Regions from separate parts of the Zea mays genome. Here region 1 is linked to region 2. Evidence: chromatin contacts called from public Hi-C data. All regions are on one chromosome and are shown on one strand. The core of a region is the stretch at or near the end of the contact, and the rest is flanking DNA. Distances in the headings are between cores, read along the strand shown.

Region 1 (6,195 bases), core at 2,953-5,452, 390 kb before region 2:
CGGTGTGCACCGGACTGTCCGGTGCCCCCGATGACAGAAGGCAAGAATGGCTTTCCTGATTTGTGCTCAACGGCTCCTAGCTGCCTTGGGGCTATAAAAGGGACCCCTAGGCGCATGGAGGAGAATACCAAGCATCCTTTGAGCATTGTTGATCACTCACACTTCATTCTTGCGCACTTGTTTGACATTCTAGTGATTTGAGCTCCGTTCTAGTGTGCTAGTCTCTTGAGCTCAAGTCTGAGTTTTGTGTGTGCGTATTCGCTGTGATCTTTGTGTCGTGTGTGAGTTGCTAATCCCTCCCTTGCTCCGTGATTCTTTGTGAACATCTTTTGTAAAGGCGAGAGGCTCCAAGCTGTGGAGATTCCTCGCAAGTGGGATTAAGAAAAGCAAAGCAACACCGTGGTATTCAAGTTGGTCTTTGGACCACTTGAGAGGGGTTGATTGCAACCCTCGTCCGTTGGGACGCCACAACGTGGAGTAGGCAAGCGTTGGTCTTGGCCGAACCACGGGATAACCACTGTGCCATCTCTGTGATTGATATCTCTTGGTTATTGTGTTGTGTTGAGATTCTTCTCTAGCCACTTGGCAAATTACTGTGCTAACAATTAATCAAGTTTTGTGGCTTAAGATTTTGAAGTGTTACAGGATCACCTATTCACCCCCCCCTCTAGGTGCTCTCACCTAGGACATTTCCGAGACCAGCAGGAGCGATTCTGTAACGGAATCCCATCAGAGGGAGGCATCGAGCCCTCGGACCCTATCAAACGGGACCGGGTCCGGCAAATCACCTGAAGGTACTTTTGGAGCGTGCCTCTGGGCCACTAGCCGACCCTTATCGAACGGGGCACGGGCGTCCACTCGGATCACCCGTTAGCAACTCACTGGAGACACCATGTTCGGCGCCCTCCGAGGGCAACATGGCGCTTTCCCCCTCTCCTCCTTGCGGAAAGGCGACACAGGGGCGTATGAAAAAAGCCGAGTCAGTCCTTGACCGTCCTCTCGCTCTATGCGGAGGCTCGGGGGCTGCTCTCGCAAACCTGGCTCCGGCCAAACCGTTGACAGCGTCAACATACCAGCCCGAGAACTTGGAACCTGACTATGCACCCGGGCTACGACTAGTTCGCATGAGGGAACAACCAGACCGGCCGTAGCATCACGAAACGCGCTAAGACCTCGAAGGAGTCAAACCACTCCTCCGAGGCCTCGGGGGCTACACCCGGTGGGTGCGCTCGCGCGCACCCACCGGAACGAAACACAACCGAGAAAGGCCGGTCCCCTTGCAAAAAAGTGTGACAAAAGCCTCCAAGCGAGTACCAACACTCCCTTCGAGGCTCGGGGGCTACTGTCAGGGACCATAATTAGGGCTACCCCCAAGACTCCTAATCTCAGCTGGTAACCCCCATCAGCACAAAGCTGCAAAGGCCTAATGGGCGCGATTCAGGTCAAGGCTTCGTCCACTCAAGGGACACGATCCCGCCTCGCCCGAGCCCAGCCTTGGGCAAAGGCAGCCGACCCAGGAGGATTCACGTCTCGCCCGAGGGTCCCCTCAAGCAACGGACGCACCTTCGGCTCGCCCGAGGCCCAGGCTTCGCGGAGAAGCAACCTTGGCCAGATCGCCATGCCAACCGACCATATCGCAGGAGCATTTAATGCAAGGATCGCCTGACACCTTATCCTGACGCGTGCTCCTCAGTCGACAGGGCCGAAGTGACCACAGTCACTTCGCCGCTCCGCTGACCGACCTGACAGGAAAACAACGTCGTCTGCCCCGCTCCGACTGCTGTGCCACTCGACAGAGTGAGGCTGACAGCAGCTAAGTCCAGCCTCGGGCGCCATAGGAAGCTCCGCGTCACCCGACCCCAGAGCTCGGGCTCAACCTCGACGCGGGACGACGGACTCCGCCTCGACCGACCCCAGGGCTCGGACTCAACCTTGACCTCAGAAGACGGACTCCGCCTCGCCTGACCTCAGGGCTCGGACTCAACCTCGACCTCGAAAGACGGACTCCGCCTCGCCCGACCCCAGGGCTCGGATTCAACCTCGACCTCGGAAGACGGACTCCGCCTCGCCCGACCCTGGGGCTCGGACTCGACCTCGACCTCGGAAGACGGACTCCGCCTCGCCCGACCCTAGGGCTCGGACTCGACCTCGACCTCGGAAGACAGACTCCGCCTCGCCCGACCCCAGTGCTCGGACCGACCACGTCACAGGGGGGCCATCATTACCCTACTCCTAGCTAGCTCAGGCTACGGGGAACAAGACCGGCGTCCCATCTGGCTCGCCCCGGTAAACAAGTAATGATGGCACCCCACGTGCTCCATGACGATGGCGGCTCTCAGCCCCTTACGGAAGCAAGGAGACGTCAGCAAGGATCCAACAGCTCCGACAGCTGTACTTCCACAGGGCTCAAGCACTCCTCCGACGGCCACGACATCACATGAACAGGGCGCCAAAACCTCTTCGACTGCCACGACGACATGTACTTAGGGCTCTGGCTCCTCTCTGCTAGACACGTTAGCACACTGCTACACCCCCCATTGTACACCTGGGCCCTCTCCTTACGCCTATAAAAGGAAGGTCCAGGGCTCTCGTACGAGAGGGTTGGCCGCGCGGGAGAATGGGCTGGCGGACAGTCTATCTCTCTCTCTCTCCTTCGCGAACGCTTGTAACCCCCTACTGCAAGCGCATCCGTACTAGGCGCAGGACAACACGAAGGCCGCGGGTTCCTCTTTGCTGTCTTTCCCCCTTTTGTGTTCCGTCTCGTGCCGACCCATCTGGGCTGGGACACGCAGCGACAATTTACTCGTCGGTAAAAAAAAACCCAGAGTCGAAACGCCGACAGTTTTTAATGAGACGACATTACACTAACAGTCGATGACTAGCACGGGGCCATGCCGTGCCGTGCGGTGGGTCCGTTTGCTCATCTGTTGCGAATGCTTGTACCAGTGCCGCGAGCCTTAATTCAATAATCAACCAAACACCAAGATGAGCATATTTTGACCAGAGACACACGTCCATGTATCATGCTGTTGCTTCAATGAGGATACAATGAATTGTCCTGCTTAATTTTCTATTTCGTGAGTCGTACAAATGTAACAAGAAAATCACCGTTTGGCGATCAGATCACAAGCAACCTGCACTGCAGGTTAGAGCATCTCCAAAAGCTCCCCAGAAGTCTCTCATAAATCTATTTTTTTGGGAAAAACACAAAAACATGTTTTCAACAGTTCCCCTAAAGCGCCCCAACTTTTTCATAGCCCTTAAAACTCCCTCATTTGTAGCTACAAATGAGGGGTTTTTTAGGCTCCCCAGAAACAAACTGCTGCTTTAAGGGATCTGTTGGAGAAAGGATTAAAATTTACCCCTCACTTATTATTTAAATGTCCCTTAAAACTGATTTTGAGGAGTCGTTTTATGAAGAGCTCTTGGAGATGCTCTAATACGGTTATACCACGCTGTTTTTTTTTACCTTTTTTACGCCATGGTTGACTGGTTGTTTTACATTATATATATATAAGTTTGAAAATATATAAGGGTTTGAAAACCCTATTTTTAAGAGATTTCTATTTTTTAAAGAAAAATAAACTAATTTATTTTATGACTGATTTAATGATTAGGGATCACGAGAAGATCTATGGAGAGAAATCCCTTTAAAATTTAAAAATAAGGGGTAGTTTGGGAACACCATTTTTCTAGGGGATTTCCATTTTTCCAAGGGAAAATGAACTAATTTTCCTTGGAAAATGAAAATACCATAGGAAAATATAGTTCCCAAACTAGCCCTAAATAGCAAGAGAATTTCTTCTCCCAATAATTCTTGATCACCAAATCAGTCTAGTTAGTTTGAGAACTCCATTTTCTTTATAGATTTTTATTTTTTAAGGGAAATTATTTTATTTTCACTTATAAAAATAGGAATCTCTTAAAAAATGGAGTTTGAAGATAAAAATGTATTGAAAAATGAGATTGTCAAACTAACCTTCGGCTTTGTATTTTAAAGCGAGGGACCGAGGCCCAGCCAAGATGGCTAAAAAGGCCCACGGTTCCAACTAGGCGGGCCCATCACCGCCGCCGCCCGCCGGCACCGCCAACGAACCCTCCACGCTAACACGTCTCTTAATTCAAACACCCAGCTGGTTCCGTTACTCCTCCTTGTACGCTTCCTCCCGCGGCCACGAGAGAGACGAGTCAAAACAAGACACGAGCCGCACCCGCACCTCAAACGCTCCACCTCCACAGCTCCACTACCTCCCATGTCGGCTCTGCTCCCCTCCAAAACCTGCCGCCGCTTCCTCTCCCCGCACTCCTATCGGCAGCCATCGTATAATCCGTAGGCGGGTGGCGGTGTAGAGCCCCACGCCACGTCCCCGCGAGCAGTAGTCTGCGAGCCGGTTGGCCCGGCCGGGAGGAGGCGGTTTGGTTTGTGCTTTGAAGCGATGGAGGGTGCGTGGAGGAAGGTCAGGCAGGCGCTGGGCCTTCGCCTCTGCGTGCACGCGCCCGCGGCAGGAGGTGGAAATGTCCAGCCGGCGCAGTCGGGCGCGGGCGGTTGTCGGCGGGATGCCGCGGTGGCGGTGGCGGCGCCGGGCGAGTCGGGGCCGAACACCCCGGCGGGTGCGATCCGCCGGTCCAAGTCCGGGGGCAAGTCCTCCTCCTTGCACTCCTCCAAGGTGAGATTGAGATACGAGCGTTTTGAGTTTTTTTTCTCAATTGTGATGTGGTTTCAATCGATAGAAGAAAAACGCCCCGGTTTGAATGCTTGCTTTTGATCGGGGATTTGGGCGTGCTGGTAATTTCTGCCTTGCGTTTAGTTAGTTGGGAATTCAAATGCATGCTATTGGTAGTATAACGCGCCCTGCGTGTTCGATGTTTTTGTTGGCGATCTCCGTGTTGGGTTTTCGCTCGGATAGGACGCATTCTCAGTGCGAAACCTGTGTTTCACTAGCTGTTTTTAAATTTTTCCATGGAGACTTGCTCTTCTTCGGCATGAGTAGAATTTACGCTCGCTGGTTGTGCTTGTGCGCTTCTAGTAGGCTTATCATTCACCCATGCTAACAATTACAATACCCAGCTTTGATTATATGGATACAAATATAAATTGAATACGAATTGGTTACTGAATATCAGGACTCGGATACGGGATCTTAGCCCTTTTAGATGGATCGAATGCGAATATGTACAGATAATATTCGTACCATTTATATCCCTATTTAGCATGGCAGGCGACAGCATAAAGAGAAAATAAAGAAAGTAAATTGTATATGATTGACATTGTGTACTTGATTGAAGGCGAAGAATAAAGAAAACAAAGGAAAGAAAGAAGGAAAGGAAATAAAGAAAATAAAGGAATGAAAGATAAAATAAATAAGGAAAGAAAGCGTCCCGACCGTGGTGTTTGTGGGATGGGAGTGTGGGGATGAGTGATGATCTGAAGAATATCGTCCGATGGATGCGAGATGGATGCGAGTAAGAGAAATGAGAAGTTAATTTAGGATCTTGTACGTTTATTTTTAATGTGTTGACTTTTTATGTGTATTTATTGGAGTGGCTCTAGATTTATTTAAAGTGATGGAGTATACAGTATATAAGTATAGATATAAATATAGATATACTATATCATTTTGGCGTTACTGCTTTGCCTCCATTTTATTCTCTCCCTTCAGAAGGACAATCACCCAATTACTGTCCAAAACGAAGAACAAAACATTTGAATTCCTCTATTTTCGTAACATAAGCTGATTCCTAGAGATCCACATGCCTAGCGTACCAGCTGTTGTTTGTTCTGTATTCTCTAATGTCTCCGTTAGTCAATGCTTCATGGCTCAATAATGTCATTCATGTCGAAAGATTCATACGCAATATTATGCCAGCTGTGGCCTGCTCGGTATCCTCTGGCGTCTCTTTTTTAGTCAATGGCTTTCCTTAGGTAACTGCTTAACGCAAGACGCTTCCCTATCCCATCCATCGTATCTGTACTTCACTTGCTCCCCTTCTTGATAAGGAAAGGGAAAAAAAAGCTTGCTTGTCGCTCATCACGAGCCCGTGGTGGTCACGTGTAGCAAACCCCACTCTTTCCTCCTACCACCAGCTTTCTTTCTTTACGGCAGATGCTCCAACTTGACAGCTGCTATCTATCATATAGGGGGATGCAAATTGCCCAACTGATTGCTGACTGCTACTTTCTATTTTTATGTGGCC
Region 2 (6,865 bases), core at 2,408-4,907:
CGAGCCCTGGGTCGGGCGGAGCGGAGTTCGCCGTCTTCCGGGGCTGAGCCCGAGTCCGAGCCCTGGGTCGGGCGGAGCGGAGTTCACCGTCTTCCGGGACTTAGCCCGAGTCCGAGCCCTGGGTCGGGCGGAGCGGAGTTTCCTGTGGTGCCTTCTGCAGGACCTGACTGCCTGTCAGTCTGACTCTGTCAAGTGGCACTGCAGTCGGTGTGGCGCAGGCGGCGCTGTCCTTCTGCCAGGCCGGTCAGTGGAGCGGCGAAGTGACGGCGGTCACTTCGGCTCTGCCGGGGGGCGTACGTCAGGATAAAGGTGTCAGGTCACCTTTGCATTAAACGCTCCTGCGATTTGGTCGGTCGGTGCGGCGATTTAGTCAGGGTTGCTTCTTAGCGAAGGCAGGGCCTCGGGCGAGCCGGAAATATGTTCGCCGTCGGAGGGGGCCTCGGGCGAGGCGTGATCGAGTCGCTCGAACGGACTGCTCCCTGACTTAATCGCACCCATCAGGCCTTAGCAGCTTTATGCTGATAGGGGTTACCAGCTGAGAATTAGGAGTCTTGAGGGCACCCCTAATTATGGTCCCCGACACTAGGGTTCCCTGCCTGACGGCCGAACGGTCCGCGCCCTAGGGCCGGACGGTCCGCGCGTGCGCAGGGGCGGCGGAGGATCGCCGGCGACGCCTGGATCTCGCTCCAGGGAGGGACCCTGTCGGGGAGGAGAGATCCTAGGTGGTGTCTAGGCTCGGGTAGACCGACCTAGACTCCTCTAATCGACGTAGAGTCGAGGAGAGGCGGAGAATTTGGGGATTGAAAGGCTAAACTAGAACTAGATTAGAACTACTTCTAAGAATAAATGTAAATTGTATTGATTGTGGGTTCGATTGATTGCCTCTAATCAACCGTAATCCTCTGCTTTTATAGAGGAGGGGGCTGGACCCGTTACCAACAAAACTTCGAGTAAATCCCGCGATTCTCGTTAACAAACACAGCGAAAAAACTCAGAACTCTAATCTATTCTGCGCGTGCGCGAACCGTTTGGCCTCAGGGCTGAACCGTCCGCCGGTTCAAATTAGTGCCCAACAGAATGCATAAAAAAACCTTTTACAATTTGCACGGATCAATCCGCTTTTGGAATGCGAGATTTTCTTTATTGAATCATGCGGTTTCTCATGCCGTGTGTAGGGAGCGAGACGTTGGTCTATATCTGACTATACCATGCCAGCCGAGTGCTGACCCGCCTGACCCCGAGGCGAGGTCCGGTTGCATCCCGGCGATGATGCCGACGGCCGAGGGCAAGCAAGGCAAGCCGTGTGATGTCCACTCCAGACTGTGACCTCGTGCTCTGCTTCTCGGGGCCGGGGGTGAAAGTGGAAAAGGAGTCGGGCAGACGAGTGAGTGCCCCCAGTCCATTAGCGAAAAGGGCGAGGGGCGATGAGCCATCAGATGATGATGGCTGGCAGTCTGGCCTCTTTCTGTCAGGCTCCAAAAGGTTATTATAATTGTTCATGGACAAGGCTAAGCACCTAAGCGACGTACGAGTGAAAAGCGCTTTCAAGGTCCCGGTCCCGCCCCAGCCTGTACATGGCTTGGCAGCCTTTCAAGTCTTCGTTAAGGCTTTCAGCAAAGGATTTGGACGATGTGCTAAACCCAAAATTCGTCTGCGTACTGCAGTGCTAGCACGTAGGGCCGTGCGAAATCGTCAGTTATGAATCATGGTGATCAGTTTGGCGCTGACCATCCCACAGGTAACGGTTAGCACTGTAGCACACCAGCTCGATCCGGCCGGGTACTGCATCTGCATGGTATGCTAGCTGCGACGGAGGCAGAGAGCCGACAACAGCCAACAGGCGCAAGTCGATCGGTTTCCGCTTGCTCCTCGTGGCTCTTCTCCCGGAGGCCGACGGTGTTCGTGCCACGGAAGCGGAAGGGAAAACCAAGATAGCGAAGGTGGGGGGACGTAGGGGATCGCCGGATCGGTTGAGGTGCGTGTAACGTCGCCGCACTTGTTGGTTGGTGCTGCCGTGCGCGCGCGCGCGGCGCGCATCATCCGGCCGGCTGGCATTGAGACAAGTGCAGCAGCGCTCGGACGGATGCATAGCCGCCGGAGGAAGCCCGGAACTGAAATCCCCTCGTCTCGTCTCCTTTGGTCGCCCAGCCTCTGCTTGGTCCGTCTCGTGTCTCCGTGTTGTCTGCTGATGAAAGAATCGATATACATACCATGACATGGCGCCATCTCCCTTTCAGATTAGTGTTAGGCTGTCTCCAACAACCTCTCCTAAATTTCGTTTACTAAAAGAATATTCTCTGTTCTTTACATCACACTCTAAAAGATTATATCCTCTATATATCATCTCAGTTTTCAGCAACGTTCACTAAAAATGGTCCTCTAAAGTTACATTATAACAAAATCCACTAACTACCATATTTATTCTCACCTTTTCATATAATTTAGTCATCTAAATTTCATCTTGTACAGCTTATCTACCATATATTACATTAGAAACATGTTTTATTTCTAAGAAAAAATGTGCACGAAGTTGTGAAAATCTCCAATTCCCCTCTACGTCAAAATCCAAAATCCCCCATTCGTCTTCCTAGAACACCTTGTCAAACGCGCGAGAGGGTCTGCACGCGGGTGCCCTTGCTGGCTCCCTGTGCGCCGCCGGCATTGGAGCTGGCATTGGAGCTTGCCCGTCGTCGAGGATTTGAACGTTGGAGCCAGGTCCTGTGCGAGTGCGCGCTCGTCGTCCTCGTCGACGGCCACACGTGCACTCCTTCTCGACGACCGAGCTCGCGTCTTTGACGGCTACGCGTCGTCCTCATTGGCGGCTGGGCGAGCTCGTCCTTCTCCAGGCAATCAGCCACGCGTGCTGCCCCTCGTCCGCGCACGTGCTCCTCCTCGTCCCACCACAACTCTTCTTCTACCTCCAATTGTTTGCACGGACGGGTACCATAGCTTCCAAGACAGCGCGGAAGGTAACGGAAGGAGATCGCGGGGGAGAGCAAACAATGCATAAGGAGCGATCGCTAGACTGCTATATTTGGTGGACGAGAAGCGCACACTATATTTTAGCGAAGGCTTTAGCGTTTATTATTGGAGCCTTAGGGGACGTTCAGATACGGTATATTTGGCTTACATGGTCTTTTACCGTCTCTTGCTGCCTTATACGTAGTATATACCAGTTCATAGTTCTTCAGACTTCTCAAATATATTAGCATACTGCATACCGATGCCCAGGTGTACATCAGTTGTGACTGAAGTCCAGCTGACGTATTCAGCAGCTGCATGCAGGAGCAGATGAGAAGGCAGGCCACACGCATCATGGGAGGTGGAAATAAATGCATGGGTTGGTTTGGATCGTATTATAACGTTGTCGCCAAGCTAAAACAGAGCCATTCCAACAAATCCAAAAGAGAAACCGGAGACCGTGGAGAAAAGGAAGACAAAAAAATAAGATCCAATTGTTCCAAAAAATAAACGCTTAAAATACGGCCAAAATTTCCACGCGCCACCAGCTCCTTCTGCCCAGCGGGGTCCACCGTTCGTTCCGCCTCCCGGAGCCCAGGCCCCCGAGTCCAGTCCATACGGAGGCTTGTACGCAAAGCCCCCTCCAGTTCAAAGGATACAAAATATCAGGGGGCTAAGTGCACAAAGTCACCCGAAGCCCCAACCACCCTTAGCACCCGCTTTCGTCTCGCTGCGTGCGCTCTCTGTCACTCCCCCTCCCCTCCCCCCTCCTCATCAGATCCGGCCACCTCCTGCTCACCTCGCCTCGCCGCCGGTCCCGCGCCCCGGAGCCCTAGAGCTCTCCCCGCGGCGTGGGCCGCCGGAGTCCCCGGGCGCGCGGAGAGAATGGAGGCGGCGCTGGAGGCGGCGCGCGCCAAGGACACCAAGGAGCGTCTGGCCGGGGTCGAGCGGCTGCACGAGGCGCTCGACGCCGCCGCGCGGCGCGGGCTGGCGGCGGCCGAGGTCACCGCGCTGGTGGACACCTGCATGGATCTGACGCGGGACGCCAACTTCCGCATCGCCCAGGGCGGCCTCCAGGCGCTCTCCGCCGCCGCCGTCGTCGCCGGCGACCACTTCAAGATCCACCTCAACGCCCTCGTCCCCGCCGCCGTCGAGCGCCTCGGCGACGGCAAGCAGCCCGTCCGCGACGCCGCGCGCCAGCTCCTCATCACGCTCATGGAGGTGAGCTCCTTTCGTCGGCGCTCTCAGTGGCCTGTCGTCTCTCCCGGGAAATGCATGTAGCTGGGGAGCTAGATTAAGTTGCGAATTCGAACTAAGAGATCGAGCAGGAGCAGATTGGGGATTTGAGGCTTGTTTTTTTTAGGTAGGTCGGGTGGGGCACGGTACATTGCATAGTTGTGCTGAAGTGAGGAATCCAAAGGTCTATTCGGCTGACCATTATAGATTGACAGGCATCACATTTAAATGGATCAATGGTCTAACATTTTTGTAGGAATCGTGTGCTCTTGGGCTTGACTGTCGCGCTAAGTTGAACTTCCAGTGGCATATCTTATTCTTCTATGATTTTGGTTCTAGCAAACAAAGATAAATTTGGGATTCAAGTAAAGACTTGGCTGCTTCCCTGTATGCATTGCATTCTGATATAGATAATTCTTTTATCGTTTTTACCCTTTAGCATTAGAACTAGGATCTCTTTGGGAGCCGTGATTTTTCATAAAACGTATCAGTGCTTCAATCTTTGGCTGTCTGCAATGAAAATGACCTTTAAATTCTGATCCCTTTTTTACTAGTCAATGTTTTATCGCAGTATATTAAGATAGTATTCATAAATCATGTTACATATGTACTTTGTCCTTTGACTATCGAAACATTCAAGCCAATCATGTTTGGTGTGTTCCAGAGTTTAGGACTGTTATCTTGCAATATTTTTGATTGTCCAACCCTCAGGTTTCTTCACCAACAATCATAGTTGAAAGAGCTGGTAGTTATGCATGGACTCATAAGAGTTGGAGGGTGAGGGAAGAGTTTGTACGTACGGTGGCATCTGCAGTTGGGCTATTTGCTTCTACGGAGATTTCCTTGCAACGAGTTTTGCTTTCACCTGTAAGCCAACACTTTCAGATCTTTGCTGTTTATTCTTTTTATTCATATCCAATTTTATATCCTTCTGTTATGGTATGATATATCTAGAAGCCCTAAGATTTCCCGTCTTGTGCAGGTCCTGCAACTAATGAATGATTCGAACCAAAGTGTTCGAGATGCTGCTATCTCTTGTATTGAGGTTAGTTGATTCCATATTCGATACTGTATAGACCTGTTTCAGCCGACATTTTTCTTTTTTTTCCCTTACACCCATGATGACTGGTATGATCTCTATTTCTATTGATCTTGTTCAATTTCCCAATAGTTCCATCCCACATTTACAAGCTGGAGAGACTGAATCATTTTGTATGACAACATTCATTGTAGTTCCAAGCCCCTTTGCTTCTAGTTGAATTGCTTTAGTCCCTTGTGCTCAGATTCATCTTTTCTTTCATCTAAACTGTTCAGTGTTCACAGTTATTGGCTGGGACACACACCTGTTATCTAGGCAGCATAAAGTTTTTCTAGTAAGCCTTCATTTGTTTTTCACTACAGGAGATGTACAAGCACATGGGATCACAATTTCATGAAGAGTTGCAGCGCCATAATCTGCCTTCATACATGGTACTTTTATTGCTAGGGCTTCCTTTTAATAGTTGGGCTAGCAGTTTCATGCTTTAGATAATTATTATTTTGGTGCCTGCAGCTAAAAGAAATAAATTCAAGGTTGGATAAAATAGAACCAAAGGTTCGATCCTCTGATACAGCAATGCAGTATAAGGCTGTAGAGTCTAGATCTGTTAGTGCTAATCCAAAAAGAGGCAGCCCAAGGACAAAAAACATACCAAGGGAAAGTACACTATATGGAGGTAATGTCTACATTTCTTGAATGTTGTATTTAGCAAATAAGGATATGAACTAGGTTTATGCCCGTGTTTTATGAACCGATCTAAGAATAGCTCAAATGCGTGTGTGTTAAGGAGGTGCAAAGATGAGAGAGAAGAAGAAAAACAAGGTGCAATACATTGGACAGAAGGTGCTAGTTTAGAACCTGCTTGCACCTGTTGCTTATTTTTGCACTTGGTACCAAGAATAAACAAATAATATTCACTACTAATTATCTCTCCATTCGCCATCTATGTCACTTTGTGAGGGAAACATTGGGATACTATATAGTTCATTATATGCGGAGCCCACCTTAATATGGACTAACAGATTTATGCATCAGGGCTTGTTCAACTAGCAGAGCACCATTTGACATGGCTAGCCACACACCTTGCTAAGAAATTATACACTATGGCTGCCCTTACCAGCTACTCCATCAGTCCAGTATATGCATGAATCGCCAAAAACCTATCTCACCCCATCAGTCCAGTATATGCACGAATCGCCAAAAGCCCAGCTCACCGGTGTATCACCCAGGAGTATGGAAAAACTAAAAAGGCATTCCATTTCAGCACGAGCACACCGGGTTTCAGCCTTTTTGAACACATTCTAACTTAAATCCCGATGATTACGGTGAGGTGATAATGAACGTTCTAAGCACCACATTACCCTATACGCCCTGGGCTCTAAGTCATTTTTTCCACTGTTGTTGTGATAATTTGTTCCAATATTTATCCCAGAACAATCGTAGACTCTTAGTAACATAGCATGAGTGTGAGTCCTTTGGTCGGGTTGTCTTTCCTGAAACTTTATGGGGCATGTGTCCTGTCACAAGATGTTTGCTATTAGTTTTTCTATTGATACTAGATATGTTACCATCTGCATCTCAAGTTATGGTTGGTCAGTTTGTGTATTCTGATGGTTAACCCCCTGTCAC

The links. A called contact is a pair of places that touch in the nucleus more often than the background predicts.
Region 1: a contact with region 2 is called in a Hi-C map of ear, with 3 times the contacts expected there. The contact joins the promoter of LOC100191428 here to the promoter of LOC103642826 in region 2. A contact is called at or near these places in 2 of 25 Hi-C or Micro-C datasets (ear and endosperm).

Annotation. Positions count from the first base shown.
Region 1 is chr10:132,318,379-132,324,573 of Zm-B73-REFERENCE-NAM-5.0, reverse strand. It overlaps LOC100191428, which reads left to right and starts at 4,202. Exons shown (of 2, transcript NM_001136861.1): 1 at 4,202-4,667. The coding sequence starts at 4,437.
Region 2 is chr10:131,925,467-131,932,331 of Zm-B73-REFERENCE-NAM-5.0, reverse strand. It overlaps LOC103642826 (CLIP-associated protein), which reads left to right and starts at 3,657. Exons shown (of 21, transcript XM_020545733.3): 1 at 3,657-4,182; 2 at 4,909-5,064; 3 at 5,180-5,242; 4 at 5,599-5,667; 5 at 5,750-5,912. The coding sequence starts at 3,847.